Regions from separate parts of the Mus musculus genome. Here region 2 is linked to region 1. The links are chromatin contacts, called in public HiChIP or PLAC-seq maps. All regions are on one chromosome and are shown on one strand. Each heading gives the region's core, a stretch centred on a gene start, on an enhancer-like site or on the middle of the called end of the contact. The rest is flanking DNA. Distances are from core to core; before and after follow the strand shown. Region 1 has its middle 17 kb from the start of 1700042G15Rik. Region 2 holds the start of Pakap (paralemmin A kinase anchor protein).

Region 1 (7,690 bases), core at 1,288-3,787:
TGGAGTCCTGGCTAAATCAACCTTTCCATGTTAGACCCCCTCTGCTCTTTTCTCCTCCCCATCTTGGCAGATAAGCATGGGCTAGTAGAAGCTGCAAACTTAGGGGGCAGCTTCCATTTAGTGGGAGCATCTCAAGCTCCTATTGTGGTAAGGGATTAAGATATTTGGGGTTTTCCTTTTAGAATAACTGTGGTGCCCACACTAACATTTATTCCCATTTTACAGGTGAAAAGGTTGAGTCTAGCACTATTTAATTTACCTAAAGTCTCACAATGAACACATTCTCTATAAACTTGAATTGCTTGTGTTTTGGGGGGATTGAAAGAGCAAGAGTGTCAGTGGAAATCGGTGTGTGTGTGTGTGTGTGTGTGTGTGTGTGTGTGTATGTGTGTGGTGTTGCCATCCCATCAGTATTTCTGGGCTCTATGGACCCTGAGATGCTCTGCACTTTAAGCAGGGACTGAGCAACGTCAACCCAGGTATCATATTGCACTCTAGTCAAGAGCAGGAGACTTTGTTTCTGTGCCTTGCTGAGCAGTGACCTGGGCAGTGTCTGGAATGCCTTACCCGAGCCGAGCACTGCTGAGTTGCTGATAAATAAGTCCCATCTCTTATGTGAGATCTAGTGGGATAGGCAAGGATGATGCTGACCAGTGAGAACATGAGACTGGGCTGCCAGCTTTTCCCAGGGCTATCCAGTGTCCAGCATCTGGCAGCAATTGGAGGGAAAACAATCTCAAGTCAATCAGGGCATGACCCCGCCCACCTAGCCATCGCTAGAGCCTGGCAGAGGAGGAGCCACCCTCTCTGGCCCTCTCCTGTTCTTTGTAGTTGAGTTCTAAGCCTGGCTCACTTGTCTCTTGTAACTACACCGGAGCAAGCATTTGTGAAGCCTGGGCAGTGATGGAGGCAGTGATGGGGCTGGTTTCTGCCTCTCTGGGCACCCATCACTCTGCTCCTTGTTATGAAACTGTGAGAATGTTGTTGCTTGAAAGGAAGGCAGTGACTATCGGAGCAGACACACTCCTTGTAGTCTTTAGAAAACCAAGGCCTGGGAGATGCCGAGAGATGAAGGCCACATAATCCGTTGAATACATTTGAGCCCTATCACATCCTCTGGTTCTCTTATCATTGCAGGATTGAGTTCCTAAAGGTAGAGACCTGGAGACACTAAGGCTGGTATGCAAGAACTCCACTGGGTAGTGCCTTGAAAACACCTGGTTGTGGAGCCAAAGAGACAGGACCAGGCAGGAGAGGCTACACTGTCAGGTAGTGGCCACAGACACTTCTGACCCCACACGATCTCTGAGGCCATATAGCCCTTCAATATGTTCTAAATTAAAGAGACACATGAGACTTTTTTGTCCCCATAGAGACTAGTCATTCCCTATTGGGTGAGGGAAGTTTCCAAGAGGGGGGGCTGTGTTATGAGTGGGGGTGGGGTATGGGGGTGGGAGTGGGGGTGGGGGTGGGGTCCTACATCATTGGTGGAAGATCCTGTTGTCATCATGTCCCTTTACCCTCACAGTCATGATGATGTTACTGAGCCAAGTCCTATCCTGAAGGATAGAAGAGAGTAGAGTCTGGAGGGGGAGGGGGTAGTGAGAGAGGAAGGGGGAGGGGGAGAGGGAGGGGAGGGGGAAGAAACCCTAAACAGCAGAACAGCAGGCAAAGGATGTAGGTACAGGAAAGCCCAGCCTTGAGGGGTGCTACGAAAGCTTCTTAGCAAGCGCCTGAGGAGGATTGTGTTGTTTTCCAGGTCTGGGGCCTTGTGAGCAGCAGGGCAGAGTTGAAGAAGGGATCACACGTGTGCTTCGTTACTATTGTTAGAGACAGAAACTTGCTTTGTTAGCCCACACTGATCTTAGACTTAAGATCCTCCTGCCTCAGCCTTTGAAGAGTTGGATTACTGGTGAGTACCAGCATGCCCAGCTCAGAGGGGATACTTCCTAAAAACTTGTCACTTATTTAGTGTGTGTCACATCCACATACCCACACATCCAGACCCCCACACACCCACATTCTACACTCTTCCTCCCCTTCCTCCCCCCAATACCTCCCATATCCCCCCCCCCACATACCATACACACATCTAACATTCCTCACCCCCCATCACACACACTTCTCACCTCAACAGGCACTGTAGCAGAGGTATGGAGGCCAGATGACAGTTTGCAGGTGTTAGTCTCTCCTTCCTTGTGGATTCTGGGGATTAAACTCAGATGCCAGGCTAAGTGGCAAGCATCTTGATGCACTGGGCTACCTCACTGGCCCCACAGACATTATCTTGATAGTTTCTGAAACCTCACTCACCGAGATGGGGGGGTCAGGGAGGAGGGGTGAGGTGAGGAGTGCTGGGAGGACTGACAGACGGACTTAGCTCAGCATCTACTCTGCAACTCCACACCAACCAACCACAGAACTTCCAGTTCCATGGGGAGCATTCGCCTAGGATTTAATCAGAACCAGTACAATGTGGATTGAACTGCATTACTTCAAAGGACCCTGAAATCTTAACTCCCATTCCCAGGGACCATGACCTTAGAAACACAATCTTTGGAGCTGGAAAAGTCAAGATGAGGTCTTTAAAGTAAGCCTCAAACCAAGACAATTGTGCTTTCACGAAGGGGGCATTTGCATGAGTACATACAGAGGTAAATGTAAAGATGAAGACAGGGGTGGAGTGATGCATGTGTAAGCCAAGAGAAACCATCCCGGTCAGGGAGGATGGCATGGGACAGATGTCTCTCACTGGGCTCGGAAGGAGCCAATATTGCCACATCCGTGATCTGGAACCTCTAGCTCACCCAAACTGTGAAAGAATAAATTTCTGCAGTTTAAACCACACGGTCCATGCCAGGAGGCGACACAAGGCACCCACGCTGTATGAAGCACACACCACTGAGTTTTGGCTGGCGATTCTCTGTTTGCCTTGAAGAGTATAATTAGGGTTATAGAATGTTACAGGGACTCAAGCACTTTAAATACACAGCCACTACTCAAGTGGGGAGGCTCTTCATTTTCTAGGCTGTGGAACTCTCCAGGAAAAAATATGAAATCCAAAATAAACACGCCTAGCTGCTGCCTGACATTGTATAATTACAGCCCTCTGTTTGTTGTAGTTAAAAGAGACCCTCATTGAGCCTTCACAAGAGGGGCAGATCGAAGCTTGAATGGCACCTGGTTACTATGTCCTCAGTTCCCTAATCAGAGCTATCAGACACTGCACTTAATTAAAGCCTTGTCCCTGCCTTGGGGCATCTGACAGGTTCCCATAGTTATTAGGAAGGTTTCCAAATAGGGCTGGCTTTCCTGAGCCTCTGTGGCTTTGCATGCCAGGCAAGGGTGGTTTAGGTTTGTGAGATCTGAGCTTCTCCCACAGCAAACACTAGGAAAAAAAAAAAAAGACGGAGTAATTGTAAACATTTTTTTGTGAAACTTTGGCTGGTCCAGTTTTAAAAACAAGAACATGATTACAAAAGAAAAGCCAGGAGGACTCGGAGGGGAGGTGACTCATGGACAGAGTCACCGTTTGCAGACGCTGGGGGTGACAGAGCAGGTGGGTGGCTAGTGAGTGTGCAGAATCAGCATTGAGTCCGTCTAGCCCAAGGACTGTCTGTTGGCCAGTTCTCTCTTCTGATGTATTTGATGTCTGTCTGATGCTCGAGTGCAGCCGTCCTCCCTTAGCCTGGGTAAACACTTGGACTCTGGTAGGAAGATCTGATCAGAGACTCTCCTGCAGCAACTCCAAGTTGAGTGATGGGGAGGACAGCCCAGCAGGGCAGGATCAGGGAACTAGGATTCTGTCCCCCGTCTTCCAGGCTTGCTTCTGTACACTTGACCTTCAGGGTGTAATTTTGGTCAGTCATTCCTTCCCCGAACCTCCCTCTCTTTAAGCTGAGAGATGCCACCCCATCCTTGGGACCCAGCATCAGGTAACCCTCGAAACAAACCAAGACAAACTCAGTCCCAATTTGTACTGTAAGATCTAACATATTAACATTCAGCTGGAGGCGTGCAGAGGCACTCCTGGGAACTCCAGGGTATGCCCTACAGCTTGTTAGTCCTTCCTGCCACCTCTAATCTTCTGCCTGGAAGCTTACATCCAGTCTTGGAAGGGATGTCTTGATCTCTTTGCCTCTGGGACCCATAGGACAACACCACTGCCCATCTGCTACTGTACGTACCACACAGCAGGATGCTGAAGCCTATGGAAAGGTGTCAGTGTCCCCCATGGCTTCTGCAGTGGCCAGCTGGTAATATGATTGCCTGATGTCATTGAAGCAACTGCCCGGTAGAGTTCTGGGCAGCCCCAGCGAGAAGGTTTCTTTTTAGTCTATGCTAGACTTTGTCTCTGCACAGATTTCTAGTTTAGGCTTAACTTACCAAGGAAACATGGCCTGGAACTGTCAGCTGACAGTGGCAGGTTCGAGTTAGGGCCTGGAGCTCTGGCTATGTAATCCTGTGACATGGATGACAGCAATGGCTCCTTTGTGGCACTGTCTCCACCAGAGTGCCTGTTCTTCTCATCACAAAAGAGAGAGTATACGATCTATCTGCTTTTCCTGGCGCAAAGCAGAAGCCATTACTCGTGCCCTTCTGACATGCAGACTAAATGGTGAAATGGTGCCAGCTGCCTTGTGGCTGTTGAATAAATATTTCTAAAACAAATCAAAATGAAACAGTCTGCAGGACCAAATTGGACCAGCTAGTTGTGTTTTCAGTACAGAAACTTCCCCTGCTATTTTCTCTAAGTGGGAAGAAGATTCTAGAACAAGTAGGCATATCTACAGGTGAGCCGTGCAGAAAGCAGTGGTTCAGGTTGGACAAGCTGAAATCGTACAAAAAGAATACACTTGATGAAGCAGGTCATGTACTTTCAGGAGTAGCAGGAAAATGACTCCAAATTAGATTTTTCTCTTTTGTAAGAAGAAGTCTCTGGCCCTGGCTTAGCTAATGATTGTGTTTCAGTTACCAAAAAAGTCACGCAAGAATGTGGAGATTGCTCAGGCCTGTCTCTTTCACAGTCTTAAGTGGAAATGGAACCTGTCTGAGAGAGCATCCAGTGTTTAACCACCTTGCCTGGTCCTCTGAACCGCTAGCTGGACCTCTCCCAAATGGGCCTGGATGCTCCTGGCGTGAGATTATCACTGTGCTACCAACACCTGCCAATCAAGATGCGATGAGGAGACAGGACCCGAGTTTGTGACTTTAACAGATGAATTATTAAAATAACAATTTGCATTTGTGCAGAACTCACTGTGTAGAGAGCACTCCATGTGTTTTGTCTCATTCAGAGTCGTCAGGACAGTAGTGTGAGGTTGACAGAACATAATGTCTTCACTTACCTAAGTAGGTATAGAATTATTTGAGTGTGTTTTGCAGGTGTGTGAAAAGCTAGATGAGTATATGAAAAAATAATACATGGTACAAGAAGATAAACAATAAAAAGAAACCTTTCTTAGCTCTGGTCGCTAGTTCTTTGTTCAAACTTTTTATGTATTCTCCTAGCCTGGGGTGGTTCTCATCCTTCCTAATGCCATGGCCTGTTAGCATGTAGTGGTGACCCACGACCCATGACCGTAAAATCACCATTGTTACTTCATAATTGTAATTTGACTACTGTAATGAATCGTAATGTAAATATCTGCTAAGAGACCCCTGTGGGGGCCATGACCCACAGGTTGAAAACAGCCGCTCTAGTTACTTACACATCTATAGACATATATGTGCACATAGACACGCATCATATAGCTATTTATACATATAAAAACTGTTCTAGTTATTTTAATACCAGTGCCTATGCACTTTTAAATTACTATTTGTTTTTGTGTATGGGTGTTTTGACTGCATATGCAAGCTGTACCCATGGAGGCCAGAAGAGGGCATCAGATTTCCCGAGACTGGAGTCACAGGGAGTTGTGTGTCTCCATATTAGTGCTGGGAATTGACTCTTGGTCCTCTGGAAGAGCAGCTAGTGCTTTTAAACCATTGACCCATCTTTCCACCACTCCCATTCCATCCATACTTTTGTATAAATATGTTAAAGGTCGGGTTGTGTAGAGTCCTTTTCCCCATTTTAGTATGTAGCCTTCATCTGGTGCCCCTGGAAACTTGCTCATGGCAATGGTGTCTGGGGCTCCATCCTTCTTTCCCTCCCTCCTGCCATCACTCTTTGCCCCTCTCTTTCTCCCCATCCCTGCCTTCCTCCTTCCCCCACAAAGAATATGAGACTTTGCCGTTTATTTCCGAACCTCCAACTCTCAGGGCCAAGGTTCAGGCCCCATCCTTTGTAATCCATTGTGAGCATACCTGAGTTTGATTTCTAATTCACCCATGTATTTTTAAATACCTTATTTTAGGGGGAGGATTATGTATTGGATTTCTGCATGCTTATTGCTGAGGTGGGAGTGACAGTTTCTTCCATGACAGGCCAGGTACATTTGCCATGATGAACCAAAATACCACAGAAAAGATATTTTAAGGAAAAGTTATTTTGACAGAGTATCCTATGTCTTAGGTCGTTCTTGGACTCACTGTGCATGCTCAGCTGTGCCCTGTATGAATTTCTGGATGAGCTTTTCTCATATAAGAGGGTGTAGGGATATAAGGATCCTGGGAGTAGAACCTGGGTGTACACTCGTGACAGGGAGAGACACACCCATCCAAACCACACTGAATAGAGAAATTTGTTGCTATCAACTTTTCTAAAAGATTTACTTATTTATTTTATGTATATGAGCACACTGTAGCTGTACAGATGGTTGTGAGCCTTCATGTGGTTGCTGGGAATTGAGTTTTCTGGGACCTCTGCTTGCTCTGGTTGGCCCTCCTCGCTCACTCCCTGCTCGCTCCGGCCCAAAGATTTATTTATTATTATACATAAGTACACTGTAGCTGACTTCAGACGCACCAGAAAAGGGCGTCAGATCTCATTACGGGTCTTTGTGAGCCACCATATGGTTGCTGGGATTTGAACTCAGGACCTTCGGGAGAGCAGTCAGTGCTTTTACCTGCTGAGCCATCTCGCCAACCCTGCTATCAACTCTTGAGTCTAAAAATAACACCCCCAAATATAGAACAATGTAACATTTAATTTAGAAGGTATGGAAAAGCGAATCCACAGAATCTGGGTTCAATTCCCAGTACCTACATCAAGTACCTACCTGCTCAAGACTATCTGTAACTCTAGTCCCAGAGGCTCTGATGCCCTCTTCTGGCCTCTAAGTGCACTGCATGCACACAGTACTGAAATAGACATGCAGGAAAAACACTCATTGACAAAAATAAAATATAAAAAATAAAATAAAATAAATTATTAGAACAATGGAGGCTAGATCTCTACTCTACTTGAGCCTGTGTAGAGCATGGATCCACATTTGGTTGGTTCTATACTTCAAGGCAGATTGAACTAAACTGTTTTCCCAAAAGCCTTTGTGGTGTTTCCTTTGTGCACTGTTGCTTGGTGGAAGGCGCTCCTTTGCTGCAACTTGGTGCCACAGCTGTCAGAGTTGTTCTGGGGGAAGGGGGAGGGGGAGGGGGAGAGGAGAGGGGGAGAGGGAGAGGAGAGGTGAGGGGGGAGGAGAACAGGGGTGGGGAGGGGGAGGGGAAGAGGAGGGGGAAGGGGAACAGGGACAGGGAGGGGAAGAGGGATGGAAACGGGGGAGGGGGAGGAGGACGGGGAGGGGAG
Region 2 (7,050 bases), core at 1,248-3,747, 190 kb after region 1:
GAGGAATCTATAGAAGAGGCTTAGGTCATGGACAAGACCAAAAATAAGCTACCAGCCTGGAAAATTCTCAAAAATGCTGTCTTCAAACTTCCTGGTAGGTGCACGTGTTTGGTTAAATTCAGATTGCAGGCCATGCATAGCTTCCAGGAGATCTGGGGAAGCAGGTGTCTGGCATTTCCCCACTTCTGTGATGAGATGTGGCTTGCTCTTCATATGGTTTAAATGTGGGAACCCTCCCAAAGATTGGAAAGGGTTCACCAGTTGGGCAGCTAAAAATAATCTATGTCTGCCTCACTTCCTAACTGGCCTGAACCCAATGTCAGGCATCCTAACTTCCTCCCTTCTTTGACTACTTGATGTACCTGCTTTGACAATCCTCAGTTCTGATTGAGCATAGTCACATGGTAGTGGGTCTCAGATGCTTTAAAACCACTGAGGAAGCACACACAATTGGTCATGAGTCTTTGGTCCTGTAAATTTCATTAATGAAATGACTCTAAGTCCATCTGTAGTTCTCAGCTTGCCATATAGAAATTTAATTCTGTGCATGTGGTCATGAAATCCTCATGCAGATGGTTGCTTAGGGTCCATTTTTTAAAAAAATTATATTTGTCTTCATATATGTCTGGACACCATATGTGTGCAGTGCTCACAGAGGCCAGAAGAGGGCGTCAGATTCCCTGGGACTGGAGTCTCAGAGAGGTGTGAGCTGCCACGTGGGTGCTTGGAATTGGATATGCTCCCCCACCCTTGAAGAGCTACCACTTCTCTTAACTACTGAGCCACCCAAACCCAGAATCCATATTTTAGGGTCCCCCATTGCCCAGAGTTCCTTTCTAAATCATTTCTCCAGTTCCATCAATGTCAATCACTTAGTTGCCAGGCCAACTCGGGCAAAGCTCCCCAGCTGTTCTGTAGAATTCCAACTCACAATTTCTTCTTCCTGTCCCTCCCCATTCCTCCCTCGTTCTCTGCTGCCTTCTGCTTCCATTCCAAGATGGAACTGGCGAGGGATGCTAACAAGAATGCCCTCTGGTCCATCCTGAGAACACCCTGCCTAACGTGCATTTTCCTTTGCTCTAGCGTCTCTCAAGTCTAATATTCCCTTGATAGCCAGGCACTCTACACCCTTTCTAATCTAAAGATCCTTCTCTCTGTTGACCACCTTCCTGTTCCTTCTACACTTCCTAAGATCCGGGAAAGGTTGTTGATGCCCCAGCATACTTTCCACTTTGTATAGTTTCTTATGCCCCCCTAAACAGTTCCTGCTCTGGAGTGACTGCTCTCTGCTCCTCAGTCCTGAAGCCTACAGCTTCTCCTCCGCCTACTTTGTCCTGAACCACACAGAAGCACATGACCCCGATACAATTTCCTGTCCTCTTGCTGTGGCTTTTGGAGTAAGTCCTCCAGTTTTTCCTTCTGCTCTTCGGATCTTCTACTTCATCTGTGTCCTTGGCTGACTTTCTCCCTGGTTTGCGCTCTCATTTTGGCTACTTTCAGCTCTTTAGCCGTGACTAGCAAGGTGATTGCACTGAGAGCACTGTGTCCCAACCCCAATTCTTCTGCTTTTACGTTCAGATCTTTACAAATGGTGGCCCTTGAAGAGTCTCTTAGGCTCCTTTCCTTCCTTACCTCCACTTCCATCTCTCTTTGTGAAAACGAAATGGTGTGAAATATACATAGTATGCAATGCGCTGTTTTAGCCGTTTTACAGTATACAGTTTGGTGACTTTAAGTTCATTCACCCCCTTTGCCGCCATCATTCCTGCCCCCACTCTGACTCCCAAGAATCTGACTGACTCAATATAGGCTAGGCGAGCACTCGACAACTGAGCTGGATTCCTAGCCTCCATCACCCATCTCTCCGTTTGCTGCCTTTTTAATACATAGCTATATGGGAAAGGACTATTTCTTGTTAGCATGTTTTTTTCTTGGGGCCTGTGCTGTCATCACTTCCCGGTCATCAGAGGAGCTTAGTTTAGTGCCTGACCTGAAGCTTGTGGGCTTCCCTCATATTACAGGGGCTCCCATCACCACTTGGCTTTTACGTGGGTGCTGGGAATATAAACTTCAATCCTTATCCTTAATTGCTTTACCCACTGAGTTATCTCCCCATGCTCCTAGCCACAATCATTTTTAAGGATGTCTCTGCCAGGTCATTTGCAATCCTTCTCTTTTTTTCAGATAAGAAAACTGGGGCTCAGAGTGATTTAGTTGTCCAGGAAGACACCCAGGGCTTCAAACTCTGAGCTGTTTCTGTTGGTGTGTCACCAGAAGGGTGACCTATCTGGTGATACGCCCCTGCCCTTGAGGGTACTACTATCTAAAGCACGTGGACAAGACAGCATTTATCTGTTGGAAATGTCCCCAGGTGGAGCCCAAGCATCTGGAGCCAGTTAGAAGGAGCTGGGGATAGTGGGTGGCCGTAGCCGGCCTGTAAGGACACGTGCTGGGGCTTGCGTTCTGCCAAAGGCCCCTTCTGCTGGCATCTTTGCTCAGAGCAGAGGCGCCGCCTGGTCTTGTCTAGACCCAGAGCGTAGCGCGCGCGGCCACCAAGGCGCACCAGCTGTGCGCCCCCCAACCCCCAGCTCACTAATCACAAGCGCCCCAGGTGCCCCACTCGCGAGCGACGGCGGCAGCCACGGGTCCCCCACACCCCAGGGGCGGAGCGAGGCGCGGAGACGTCAGGGCGGGGACCTAGTGCTGCGGAGCGCGCTCTCCCGGAGGCTCCCGGCGGCCCACGTTCCCGGCTGGCGCGGCCGGTGGTGGCGGTGGCGGTTGAGACTGGGATCTTGCAGTTCGCGGCGGCGCTGGGGCGCAGCCAGGCGGCCGCGCCGGTGGAGACGGAGGCTGAGCTCTGAGCCAGCCGTGCGCGCAGCTTTGCCCGCCCCCCCCCCCAGGAGCAGACCCCACGCGCCCTTAGGCTGTCCCCGGGGTCGAGTTGAGCTCCCCACGGGTGCCCTTTTATCTCCTTGGGTGACTACAGCGTGTGTTTTGTTTTTCTTCCTTTTTCCCCTGCCCGTGTGCCCTTCTCCAGGATGGCAGAGGCGGAATTGCACAAGGAGAGGCTGCAAGCCATAGCAGTAAGTCCACTTTTCATTTCATTTTCTTGCTCTATTGTCTGGGGTGGACGGGGACCTGTAGGCTCAGGGCCAGGGACATGCCAGCCTGGTAGCCTCCGGCCCTGTGCTGGGGTGAAAGTCTGTCCAGGCTTAGCGACGCTGCCTTTTGCCTTTTATATGTCTGTAGACTAAACCCCTGGGGGCACACTTGGGACTAGGAAGATTTGAACATGGAAAATTGGCTTAGGAATAAGATGCTTGCTGCCGCGCGCTTTAGGGATAGACTAAACGGTGGTGTGTGTGTGTGTGTGTGTGTGTGTGTGTGTGTGTTGCGGGAACTCCTGGAATATTATTACCCAGTACCCTTAAGCATGTTGCCTTCCAACTCCAGAGAAGGGAGAGAGTGGTGGCCCATGGTGGCTATCTTCCTCTTCCTAGCCAGCTATCCAGCCAGCAGCCACCTGAGTGGTAGAACGTCCCCCAGAATCCAGGAGTGCCCGTTTTCTTCCTCTGTTTGACATTAACAAGGGCTCTGGCACAGGCCACCACCCTAGAAAGGGAAGAGGCGTCTTACAGCTGGGGATTGGAAGTAATATTTCAGGAGAGTCTCTTTCTTATGGGTGTGGATTATCTGAAAACCATTGGCTCGGCATACAAAAGAGCATCCGGCTTTGGCAAAGTTCTGCACTTACAGAGTACTGTACCATGTGCATCTTGGGTTGGGACAAGCGCTGTCTGACACTGCCTCAGTCGGAGAGGCCTTGCTGGTTCTGCCAGTGTTCCACAGATGTGGTTTTCACTGGAGCCACCACAGCTGGATTATATATTTCCTCTGCGGATGAGGGAATGGTTACTGGCGCTCTATGAAATAATGGCAAATTAAAGGAGGTCTGCTAGGATGTTGGCACAAAAGAATCTGCAGACATTCTTTCACCTAAGTACTTTTTCCCCTGTGCTCCAAGAGTTCCCTGGAAACACATAAATTTGTTGGAGAAATACTGTGTAATGTTTTGGAAGCGACTGATGTATGAAAACGTTTTCAAATGCCTTTGGATGGTGGAGTCTTCATTGGCAAAGTGCATGCAGGCCTTTCTCATTTTAGTGACATTTGATGTGGACTCAGTAGCTCAGAGACCCCCTTTCTCAAACTCTTCTGATTATGCCTTAGGGAGAGAGCTGTGCGTATACAACTTGGCTTCTGACGCTGTCTTTGAACTTGATCCTTGGACTCAAGGAAGCTGTTTGTTCCTCTCTTCCCTTTCCACGCAGTGTGTGCACATTTTGATGGTTAATGGAGTTGCTCGCGGATTCTAAAGTCAGTGTCAGGGCAGTGTGGCTGTCTGTCTTGAATTTGCTCCGAATGGTGCCATGAAGCTGGAGGGTGTTTTGTGTCGCTGGATAAAGGGCTGCTTCAACTGTTGACAAGTGTCTGCTCCAGAGAACACTCGAGCACTCCCATGGACTGCTGATGGCCAATTGCAACAGTTGTCGCATTTTCTGCCTCTGCACGACCAGTGTCCCTGCATGCCTGAGGGACAGCTGACTCCACTGAAAGGACTCACTTTCTGAGCACTGTGCCAATAGTAGCTAACACGGGAGCCACCCCTTCCAAGTAGGCTTGAGTAATCTCAGCCACAGCCAAGGTGGTTTTCAAGAATGATCTAGGGGAACCCACAGTGTTCTCTTGAGCAGACAAGAAGGTAAACACCCACCTGTGCCTGTTCAGTTGTGGGACTGAGTTCATCCTGCGAATCTGAGGAGTTGTTGGGGAGTCCCAGGAATGGGGGGATCAACATCTGGTGGGGGAAAATTTTATGTGTTATCACTATGTGTGTGTGTGTGTGTGTGTGTGTGTGTGTGTGAGAGAGAGAGAGAGAGAGAGAGAGAGAGAGAGAGAGAGAGAGAGAGAAGAGAAAGAAGAGAACAGCAATGGTGAACTTGTGGCTACAATCAGTACATAATTTTATGCCACATTTTGGCTTAGTCCGCATGCTTTCCGGATTCAGCAAACTTTGCCTCTCTTGGCCCTTTCCCAGAATTCCCAGGGGGTTCTGAGACACTCACGATCTTTCCCCAAGGCTTAACATGCATGAAGTCCCTCTGGAGATAAAGGGGAAGAGAATAATTCTTCACATCTTCACTTACTTGGGTTCCTGGGTGTTGCTCAGTCTTGTGTCTGAGCCTCAGGTTTTTTTTCTCTATAAAATAGGCCCAGGAGTTTATCTCTGCTTTTGAAGACTAGGAAAGTGAAGCACTTTGGCCCACATTTGCCATGGGGTGATGTTCATGTGGAGGCCTCAGCTCTTGTCTACGCTGCTGAAAAGGCACGGGGCAGCTCTGTTTTCCATTTCAACTCTGAAATCCCTCCCTCTACAGCCCTGACTGGGACCTGAGGGCCCACTCACCTGCTCACTCAGCAGGTTTCTGTGGAGTGTCTCTCCCCTAGGGATTACTAGTGCTGTTGACAGCCAGAGGAAGGTCTTGTCCCTGAATGTTTAGTTTTAAAAGGGGGTGGGTGTCTCATTATGGAGCCCTGTTCGGCCTGGAACACACTATGCAGACTGGCCTGACCTTGAGTTCACAGTGACCCACTTGTCAGCTTCTGGAGTTCTGGGATTAAAAGTGTGTGCCTCCACTCCCAGCCCCAAGCTTAGTGTTTGAAAGGTCAGGTGTCACCCAGGTCACCCAGGATGTCTGCTGCATGATCATCTGTGGGAAGCATCCAGTGTGGGTTACTAACTGGGTATAGTGCCTCAACCGAATCTACTAAGTCAGGCCGGAGACTAATCAAATGCGATTGGAAGGCTCTGTGCCCTATCAAAAGAAGAGCAACTCCATCCTTGGAGAGTGTCTTTCCTCCTTCTTGGCCCTTTCATCTCTAGGAATATTCACACAGCTATCTAGACCTAAGAACCGACAAGTGCTTCTGGCAGCAAAGTGAGTGAGGAGGAGGAATTCAGTGATCACCATTGTCCCTTTAACAAGCCCGGGGGTTAGGTGCGGGTCTCAATTAAACAAGAAGCTGCTCAGAGTCAAGGATGAATTGGGAGAGCACGTGAACAAGTATTGTGAAGGAAACAAGTAGGACAGTGGCCATGACCTCAGTGTGAGACATGGAAACCAGCCTCAAGGCGTGTGGAGCAACAACCCCACCGCTGACCCCAAGAGCAGTCACTTGAACAAGGTTTGGAGAGTGGGTTAAGTAACATTGAAGTTAACACCATAACCTTCCCAATGACCATGGACATTTGTTTATTTTGTTTGCTTATTATTTATTTGGAACAAGTAATGTGAGAAAGGAAAAGGCAAAAGCAAGACGTGAAGTCAGTTGGCAGCATGAACCTGGTGAAAGACTGAAGTATGTATGTGTGTGTACGTATGTGTGTCATGTGTATTTGTGCACATGTGTGTGGTGTGTGTACATGTGTGTTAGTGTGTGTTGTGTGTACATCTGTGTGTTACTTGTGTGAATGTATGTGTTGTATGTATGCATGTGTGTGTTATCTGGGTGTGTATGTATGTTTGTGTGTTGTGTGTATTATCTGTGTGCATGTATATATGTGTATCATGTATAAATGTGTGTGTGCATGTGTGTGGTGTGTGCACATGCATGTTATCTGAGTGCATGTATGTGCATATTCGAGTACGTGTGTGTCATGTACACACATGTTACACATGCATAATGCATTTGTGTGTTATCTGTATACATGTGTATGCACATTGTGTGTGTAGATGTGTGTAATCAATGTGGATATGGATGTGTGTCTCATGAGTGTACATGTGTGTGGGGTAAGAGTACATATGTGCTATCTGTGCACATGTGTGTAAATGTGTGTGCATTTGTGTGTTATCTGTATGTACATGTGTATGTGTGGGCATGTATGCGTTACCTGTGTGCTTGTATGCACATATTTCTTATCTATGTGAATATGTATGTATGTTTATTATATGTGTGCATGTGCATATACATATGTGTTATCTGTGTGCA

The links. HiChIP or PLAC-seq counts read pairs in DNA pulled down with a chosen protein or histone mark.
Region 2: an H3K27ac HiChIP or PLAC-seq map of cardiomyocytes shows a contact between it and region 1, with 4 times the contacts expected there. The contact joins the promoter of Pakap here to the enhancer-like site in region 1. A contact is called at or near these places in 2 of 39 promoter capture datasets (cranial neural crest and embryonic stem cells), 1 of 484 Hi-C or Micro-C datasets (cortical neurons) and 2 of 115 datasets of contacts at active chromatin or transcription factors (cardiomyocytes and embryonic forebrain).

The regions. Positions count from the first base shown.
Region 1 is chr4:57,377,339-57,385,028 of GRCm38.p6, forward strand. No RefSeq gene overlaps it. Among named protein-coding and RNA genes, the nearest start is that of 1700042G15Rik, 17 kb to the left of the region's middle. Within about 2 kb of position 2,538, at least 23 of the 459 cell types and tissues checked have an H3K27ac peak or open chromatin away from gene starts, as enhancers often do.
Region 2 is chr4:57,565,333-57,572,382 of GRCm38.p6, forward strand. It overlaps Pakap (paralemmin A kinase anchor protein), which reads left to right and starts at 2,498. Exons shown (of 11, transcript NM_001384150.1): 1 at 2,498-2,611; 2 at 3,038-3,083. The coding sequence starts at 3,039.